Regions from separate parts of the Gossypium hirsutum genome. Here regions 2 and 3 are each linked to region 1. The links are chromatin contacts, called in public Hi-C maps. All regions are on one chromosome and are shown on one strand. The core of a region is the stretch at or near the end of the contact, and the rest is flanking DNA. Distances in the headings are between cores, read along the strand shown.

Region 1 (2,700 bases), core at 37-2,536:
AAGTTCAAACTTGATTGGGTCAGTCTCAAGCAGCTTGAGGTATCAAGCGAACCTAGTTTGAGTATCTTTATACTTAATTCAAGCAATTCACAAGCGTAATAAAGCTTTTAATTTATGGATGGAGCTTGAGTTAGAGCATAAATGGTATAAACAAACTTAATTAAGCCAAGCTGAAGTAGTTGAATTTTACTATGGCCGATCTTGAGTTTAATCACCTAGTTCAATTTTATTTCGAGATCAAATCGACCTTCGAGCAGTGAGTTTCGACTCGAGCTTCTCAACCTTGGCTTAGCTCAATTAGAGCCCTAACAAGAACTTCATCATGTACATAAAGCAAAAAAATAAAAATAAAGTCCAGAAATTACTGTAGAAAGCTTTATAAATTATAAGACCCAATTAAAGCTGTTGATCACCATAAAATTAAATATAAAATCAACTTAAACCTCTGTGCTCCTCCTCCGCATCATAATACTCAAGTTCCTCTTCCGGTACCGGCTGCAGCTCCGCATCTTCTCCGGCAATCTTCTTTTTTCCGGTCTCCTCCTCATCGGGGTACCGCACCACCACCACCGGACAAATACAGTGGTGGACGCAATAATCACTAACACTTCCAAGCCTCCCTTTGCTGGTCCTCCTAGCGGCTCCAAACCCTCTGCTGCCCATGATCACCGCACTCAGCCCTAACCTCTCCACTTCCAAACACAATCTCTCTTTCAGGTCATGGTCTTTCACTATGTGAATCTTAAACGGAATCTGAGCATCCACTAACGGCTGCGCCAGCGTGTTCGCTTTCGTCGTCGTGAAAAGGTCGAACTCGTTCTCGAGCTTCTGCTGCGACTCTTCGTCGGCGGTGGCATTTTCGTGATTAGTTGTGGAGTTAGGGATGGTTTGGACTTGGACGGAACCCCAGTCGGCTCCGTAAAGGACGGACGTCGGACGGACATGGAGGAGTATCACGTCGTCTCCGGGACGAAGGTAGTTCTGAACAGACCATCGGACGGCGTAAGCGCTCTCATCGCTCAAGTCGACGGCGATGGCGATGCGACGTTGGGCACCAGTGGTAGGAGTAACGGTCAACGGGACACGTGGCGACGTGGGTTGGATCCGGAGAGAAGCGAGGGGTGGAACCGGAAGGTCCGGCTCCGATTGAGAATGGTGTTGTGGATTCATTGCAAGGAAAGTAGTCGTTTTGCGGGAAAACAGAAAAAATTGCGATGAGAGCTGTATGAAACAGCTGATGCGTTACCAACTTCTAAACTGCGCCACTAAGCAACACGATATTGATACGCCAACCTTTTACTTTACTCATTTAAATAGTTTTTCTGAGGGTTAATTTCTCCAAACATCCTCAAACTATTGTTTAAATTTTAAATCAGTCTTTAGACTTCAAAACATTTAATTAAGTATCAATACTATAAAAAGAAAAAGCAAGTTCTTCCATCAACCTATTATTAATTTAAGCATTAAATGTCAATTTGGATAAAATTTAAATCATATTTAGAACACAAATGAAAATCATAAATACATGTATACCTATCATATGAATAATTTGAATTTAACGTGTTATAAAAGTCATAAAGTTATAATAAAATTTATGAAGATTTTTTTTTTCCTTTTTACATTTTGATCTATATGTTATATCTGAACTGGCACTAATTATATGATTTGGTTAATCAATAATCAATACGGAGACTTTAAGGACTTAAATTAGAAAATTTTAAAAAATAAAGAGCAATTTAATATTTAGAGTATTTTTGCTGGAATTAACCCATTTTCCATGTATTTGGAGTTTGTTTGACTTTTTGGACTGGGCCAAACGGCGAAGCCCTTAGTAAAATATCTTATCCATAATAACTTTCTTCTGATTTAAGTAATTTTCAAATACTTGTCAACTGTTTGTTAGATTTTGGCACATCCGTGAGTACAAACTATTATGTAAAATTATAGTATTTTAAATTTAAATTTTTTGTGAAAAAATTTAAATTTTAAATCCTTACCAACTAAATTACACTTCAATTGATTTAACATTTTATTTGAGTATAGATAATTATGTGCTTTTTTTTTAGCATTAAATTATGGAGGGTATGGAATGTGGTTGAAGCTGGAGGAGGCTCGCCCTCTAAAATTTTGGCAAATTTTAATTATTTAAAATTAAAAAAATAATTAAGTTCTTTTATATTTTTTTAAAAAGGAATTCAATTGCTTCCTCCACAAGGGGTTTAAAAAAAATTAAATTAAACCTTTCAAAATTAAAAAAAAATTAATTATCTCAAAATATTTAAAGAAGTCTCAAAAATTTTAAAACGTCTTAATTAAGGCTTTAAAAGTTTTAATTAGATACTAAAAAATACGAGGTTTTGATATCATGATGGAAACCCAATGTTATATAGTAGTTGTGGAGAGAAAATGAGGTGAAGAGAAAGGCACCAGAAAGAGACAAAAACTGTAATAATAATGAAATTGAAGTTTGAAGAAGGGGACATGACATGCCAGATGGAGGGTTTTCAATCATAAATTCATAACCTAGAAATAGCTGTTTAAACTTATGGACACACAGCTTCTCAAACGGAACATTAAAGCTTCATATGAAGGGCAAAAATCAAGGCAGGCTGTCACCAAAACATCCATAATGAATTGAGATATAAGGCCTCTAGAGCGATTAAGTAAACCAAACTCTCTATTTTACCAGTGGTTGAACAA
Region 2 (2,700 bases), core at 45-2,544, 190 kb before region 1:
TTATCATTCAACCAAAACATTATATTAATATTTTTGTATACATTTTACTTTTATTATGCACACTTTATTACCTCAATTAATTGTGTATATATATATTAATAAGGTTGTTGATTGAGTTGGTGTCACAAATTAACTCAACACTAACTCAGAATTGATTACAACGTCATGGTAAACAATTTTAGTCATTTTTAGTATTATTAATCTGATATATTTATATGTTTAATTTTCAATTTACTCACAATTTAATCTTTTTATTTTATTTTAATATTGTGCATATTTCATGTGTTATTATTAATCAATTTCAAACCATATTGTATGTTATTATTAAGCACACCTTTATATTTTAAATATATGGTTTTTACAAGCATACATGTATGATAAAATTTCGAGAATGACAAAAAAAATATACTTGGACTGTATTTCAGTGTAACTTCAGATTGACCCAATAGCAATTAAGTGAAGGTGGGGTGGCCCATTAGGATTTTAAAAACCAGCCTGGAAATTTGAAGTCCAATAATCAATTTACACAGAAGAAACTGATAATAGTGAGGGACATAGCCATTATGGTTTTAAGAGAAAATGGAAATGGATAAGAGTGAGGCCCGAATTCCACTAACATGGAAAGTGCAGAAGAATCACGTGTTGTGTTGGCATTCTCTACCTACACTTCTGGTGAACAAAATCTGATTCGATTATAAAAATTAGATAAAAATTTTAAATTTTGAATTAAATAATTTGAGTTATTTGAGTTAATTAAGTTATTCGGATCAACTCGAATAAAAAAATTAAGTTTTTCGGTTTAACTCGAATATGAATTACACAATTCGAATTATCTGAAAATTTGAATAAGAAAAGACAAAACTACGTCGTTTTGATAAATGTTTACTTTTTTAAAAGTTAAAATTCAAAATAATTAAGTTAAAAGGTAAAACTATGTCGTTTTAATAATTTTTTATCCATTAAGTTAAAAGTCAAAATCATTATATTATTTATGTTGTTAAATAATCTTATATTTCGTATACTAGTTAATTAATCAGTCCACCTAAACGCAACATTAAATATAAATAATACGATTCGTTAACTCGACTCGATTTGACTCGAAAATTTGTGACTTGATTCAATTCAATTTGAAAAAAATTTAAATTGAGTTTAGTTACTAAAATAGGATTTGTTAACTCGACTAACTTAAAAATTTTTACTAATTTCGACTCGACTCGATCCGACTCGATCAAATACTCACCCCTACACTTACTAGTATTATACCCACCTAACCTCGCACCTTCACGTGTGCCAAACACTTTCATCATGTTGACCCACTTATCTAAGGTCAGCTGCTTATCTTATTTTAGATTAGATTTATGGTTCTATGGTTTAAATATAAAAACAAGCTATTTGAGTATGCTAGGGTCACTATGAAGGCTAAAATGTTAGGGGGGGAGTCCCCCATCTTCAAAGCAATCTTCTGCTCATCATATGTTTCATTTCAGGTTCAAATTTTGTTATTTTTCCATCCCTATCATATTTGGTTGCTACCATTTTTTATAATTATTTTGAAAAATAAACTATTAAATCTAATTAATAAATTTTAATATTTAATTCTGAATATATATATTTACATTGATAAATTTGTAGCTTTTTTTAGAAAAATATATTAATTTAGTATTATAAATTATATTAAAAAATATACCATGTTTTGAAAAATGTGAACACTTTTTTACATAACATTAGGGGTGGGGAAGGGGGATGACAGATTTTGAGCCTATGTCAAAAGCTTCAACATTACTTAGAAAAAAGTGAACATCAAAATATTAACTTTAGGATCCATTTAGATGAGCAGTGAAATTGACTAAAAATAATGTCAACGAAATTAATTATTATAATTGTAGCACCCCAAACCCGGCCCAGAAGTTATGGCCAGATCCGGCATGCCACATCAAAAACGTAAAAAAAAAACTTTCCATTCTAAGTCCAGAAAATCGTACTTGATGTTCAAAAGATTAATTCATTAAAGGTTAAAGTGAATGGAAGCTGTGCACCAGGTAGGAAACCGGAAAAGAGGTGGTGAGTCCATCGGACTGCTTAAGTACCAAGCTCCCTTCGAATCCAATCCTAGACATGCATACCGTCATTGCCACACCTTAACGTCATGGATATTTCTAGGAAACCGATTTGATTAAGTCATTTTTAGGAAAAGTGATTAATTTTGGAAAATACTTTCATTGCGGAAGCTTTGCTTGTTGTCGTGTTATTTTGAAATCAACTGTTGTTTTTGAAAACTCGCCTTAAAGCTATCCAATTTCAACAGTTAAAATAAGTATTATCTATCTTAGTAATACATATTAAAAACCATCAAAAATAAATAAGTGGCATTATTACATTTAAAAACCCAAAACTTCAAACGTAAATAAAAGGATGTCCAGTTCACCAGAAAAAAATTAAACTTTCAGAACAGGTGGCCACTCCGAATTCCCTCACAGCTCAAAGCCCACTATGGTTGGGGATTACCTGCGTAGATGAAAATAAAAGGGGTGAGTTTGGGGAAACTCAGTGTGTAAATTAACCCAACCATAGCCTATATCAACTTAAACCACAGAAATAGAATAAGTTGGCCTTAGCCCAGAACAGAATTCAAAATAAAGCCTATAGGCCCATAACAGAACAGAACATATATTACATGCTTATGCAAAAACCCAACCATAT
Region 3 (2,700 bases), core at 168-2,667, 220 kb before region 1:
AATCTGGAATCATTCTCGATTTGAATTATAAAACCTCAAATAATTTGGGGTGAACCTCCTTGCAAATGTTTTAATTTTATTTTTTAGTGTAGCTAAAGTATCTTTCATATTTATTTTACAGTCCGTTAAAATTAATATTATCGGGATTTAAGATTATTTTTTCTAATAATGTTATATTCAGAATTTGAATCGGTTGTTCTTAATTGAGAGTATAATGTACCATACCACTATACACAACACTTAGTGATATAATTTTACTTTTTAATCTTCTTAAGTATAAGCTTTTCAATTTAATCCTTTTTTAGTTGTGGTCAAAAGAGATATTTACATTTTTTGCACCTCCAAAAACAATTAATTATTCAATTAAATCATTTTACACTATTTTTTTTCATCTTTGGCAGCTTTTAATTTTTTAAAAAATTTTATCTCAACTCCAAAACATAATTCTTAATTTCATCCCTACTTAGAACAACCTAAACCTAAAATGACATGACCTAAAAAATTCGACTGATAAATTCAGATAATCTAAACTCAAAACAACTATATTTGAAAATTCAAACTCGCTCAAACCAATTCCTCCAAATTGGAAAAGCATAAGTAGGAACTGGATGATGAGTGACATTGTAATTGTAGGGAAATAGTCATAAGTTAAGTTTGTCCCTGTGGGATGTGGGGAACTGGTCTAATTTGTCTTTACTTATGGCATCACGAGGCAGCACACTAGCAATCAAATTTTCATCACATTTACACATCCTGTTTTGTTGAACGATGGGAATGAAAGGTAGCCATCAATCGCTAAACTCTATGAAAAAAGAAGAAGAAAATTTTGATTCCAATTTAACCAAAAATAATAATTCTTGGGTTGGTCTTAATAATGGCATTTCAATGAGTACAAATTCGACAAAAAGAATGGCCGGCTAAGACAGCTTCCTTAACCTATTCTTTACCCTCTTTTATATATACAGCCACTTTGGTTAGTAGACAAGGGAAAGTGAAGACTGAAAGAGGAGAGGAATAATTAGCAATTGCACAAATTTGCTTATGAAAGCTTTGTCAACGCCAATATTCATTATTTTAATTGGATTTTTAGAAAAGGATGGCAACTTAATGTTGTAATTGTGGTATTATAACAAACATTTGAATTAATCCATTGTGTAAGTAAACCCAAGATTTTAATAATAATGTTTTACGATAATAATATTAAATTCTGATTAAATTTAATATTGAATTTTATCCAAACCTTAAATTAAAAATAAATCTCTTTTAATGTTATTTTACCTAAAACATTATTTAAGAGATAATAGAATTTCTTAGCATACGAGTTAACATATATTTTGGTATTTTGGCTGCATGTATGTCTCATGAATAATCATTCAATATGGTCCTTCCCTAGCTATATATATAGGGTTTGCAAGTTAATCTTAACGCATTGAAAACACAAAGGGAATTTAGTGTAGATTTCCTTTTTTCCCAAGTTGAACACCCCATATCTGAAACCAGATAAAACCCCAGCTCTTCAATTTCCAACACCAGCCATACAAGTGTCAAACAAACGCAGAACGATTTCTTCCATGCATGTTGGTTCATGTTCCACAAAACCCTAATTAATTAACACCCTTTTTTAGCTTATTTAGTTGGTTACTTTTTTTTTCATAAAAAAATAAAACCCATGAAAACTGAGGTAAGAGGAAACGGTGGATCAATTTCCCTTCAAAACCCTAGTCTTTTCAACATCCCACTGGATCCCATAACCGGAGCACTCAAAGGGTGCCTTGGTAGCCTCGATGGAGCATGCATAGAGAAGCTTCTACTTCACTGCGCCAGTGCCCTCGAGAACAACGACGTGACTTTGGCTCAGCAAGTCATGTGGGTGCTCAACAACGTCGCTTCCACCGTCGGCGACACCAACCAGAGGCTCACCGCTTGGTTCTTAAGAGCCCTCATCTCTAGAGCGTCTAGGGTCTGTCCCACGAGCATGAATTTCAACGGCGGGAGCATGTTCCAGAGGAGGCTAATGACTGTTACCGAGCTAGTCGGGTACGTTGATTTAATCCCTTGGCACCGTTTTGGGTTTTGTGCATCCAACGGTGCCATTTTTAAGGCGGTTGAAGGGTACGGAAAAGTTCACATATTGGATTTTAGCATCACTCAATGTATGCAGTGGCCGACCCTAATCGACGCCTTGGCTAAGAGGCCTGAAGGCCCACCGTCGCTCCGTATCACGGTGCCCTCTTGCAGGCCACAAGTTCCCCCTTTACTCAACGTGTCGAAAGAGGAAGTGGGTCACCGTTTGGCCAATTTCGCTAAGTTTAGGGACGTGCCTTTTGAATTCCATGTCAAAGATGATGACCCTTGTTTGTCCAATGAAACGTTTTCTACTCAGTTTGAATCACTGTTGACTCAGTTGACTCGTTCCCAGCTAGACCTTAGGTATGATGAGGCTTTGGTGATAAACTGTCAAAATTGGCTACGGTATTTATCTGACGAATCAAAAGGGAATACCACCACCGTGCGAGATGCTTTCCTCGACGTGATTAAAGGCCTTAATCCTCGTATTATAGTTGTGGTCGATGAGGATTGTGATTTAAGCGCATCGAGCCTTAGTTCGAGGATCACAACATGCTTCAATTACCTTTGGATACCCTTTGATGCATTGGAGACTTTCTTGCCCAAAGATAGTCGCCAAAGGCTAGAATACGA

Evidence for each region. Hi-C and Micro-C count contacts between places; a contact is called where the count stands out from the background.
Region 2: a Hi-C map of leaf shows a contact between it and region 1, with 1.9 times the contacts expected there. The contact joins the enhancer-like site here to the promoter of LOC107894156 in region 1. A contact is called at or near these places in 7 of 34 Hi-C or Micro-C datasets (hypocotyl, leaf and petal).
Region 3: a Hi-C map of hypocotyl shows a contact between it and region 1, with 2.3 times the contacts expected there. The contact joins the promoter of LOC107894090 here to the promoter of LOC107894156 in region 1. A contact is called at or near these places in 4 of 34 Hi-C or Micro-C datasets (hypocotyl, leaf and seedling).

Annotation. Positions count from the first base shown.
Region 1 is chrA13:12,384,622-12,387,321 of Gossypium_hirsutum_v2.1, reverse strand. LOC107894156 (universal stress protein PHOS34) reads right to left here and starts at 1,286. Exons shown (of 3, transcript XM_016819377.2): 1 at 444-1,286. The coding sequence starts at 1,170.
Region 2 is chrA13:12,573,670-12,576,369 of Gossypium_hirsutum_v2.1, reverse strand. No RefSeq gene overlaps it. Among protein-coding and RNA genes, the nearest start is that of LOC107894090, 27 kb to the left of the region's middle. Within about 2 kb of position 1,294, at least 3 of the 9 cell types and tissues checked have an H3K27ac peak or open chromatin away from gene starts, as enhancers often do. A contact at or near this core is called in hypocotyl and leaf, where this site is marked.
Region 3 is chrA13:12,600,267-12,602,966 of Gossypium_hirsutum_v2.1, reverse strand. It overlaps LOC107894090 (scarecrow-like protein 32), which reads left to right and starts at 1,417. Exons shown (of 1, transcript XM_016819296.2): 1 at 1,417-2,700. The coding sequence starts at 1,670.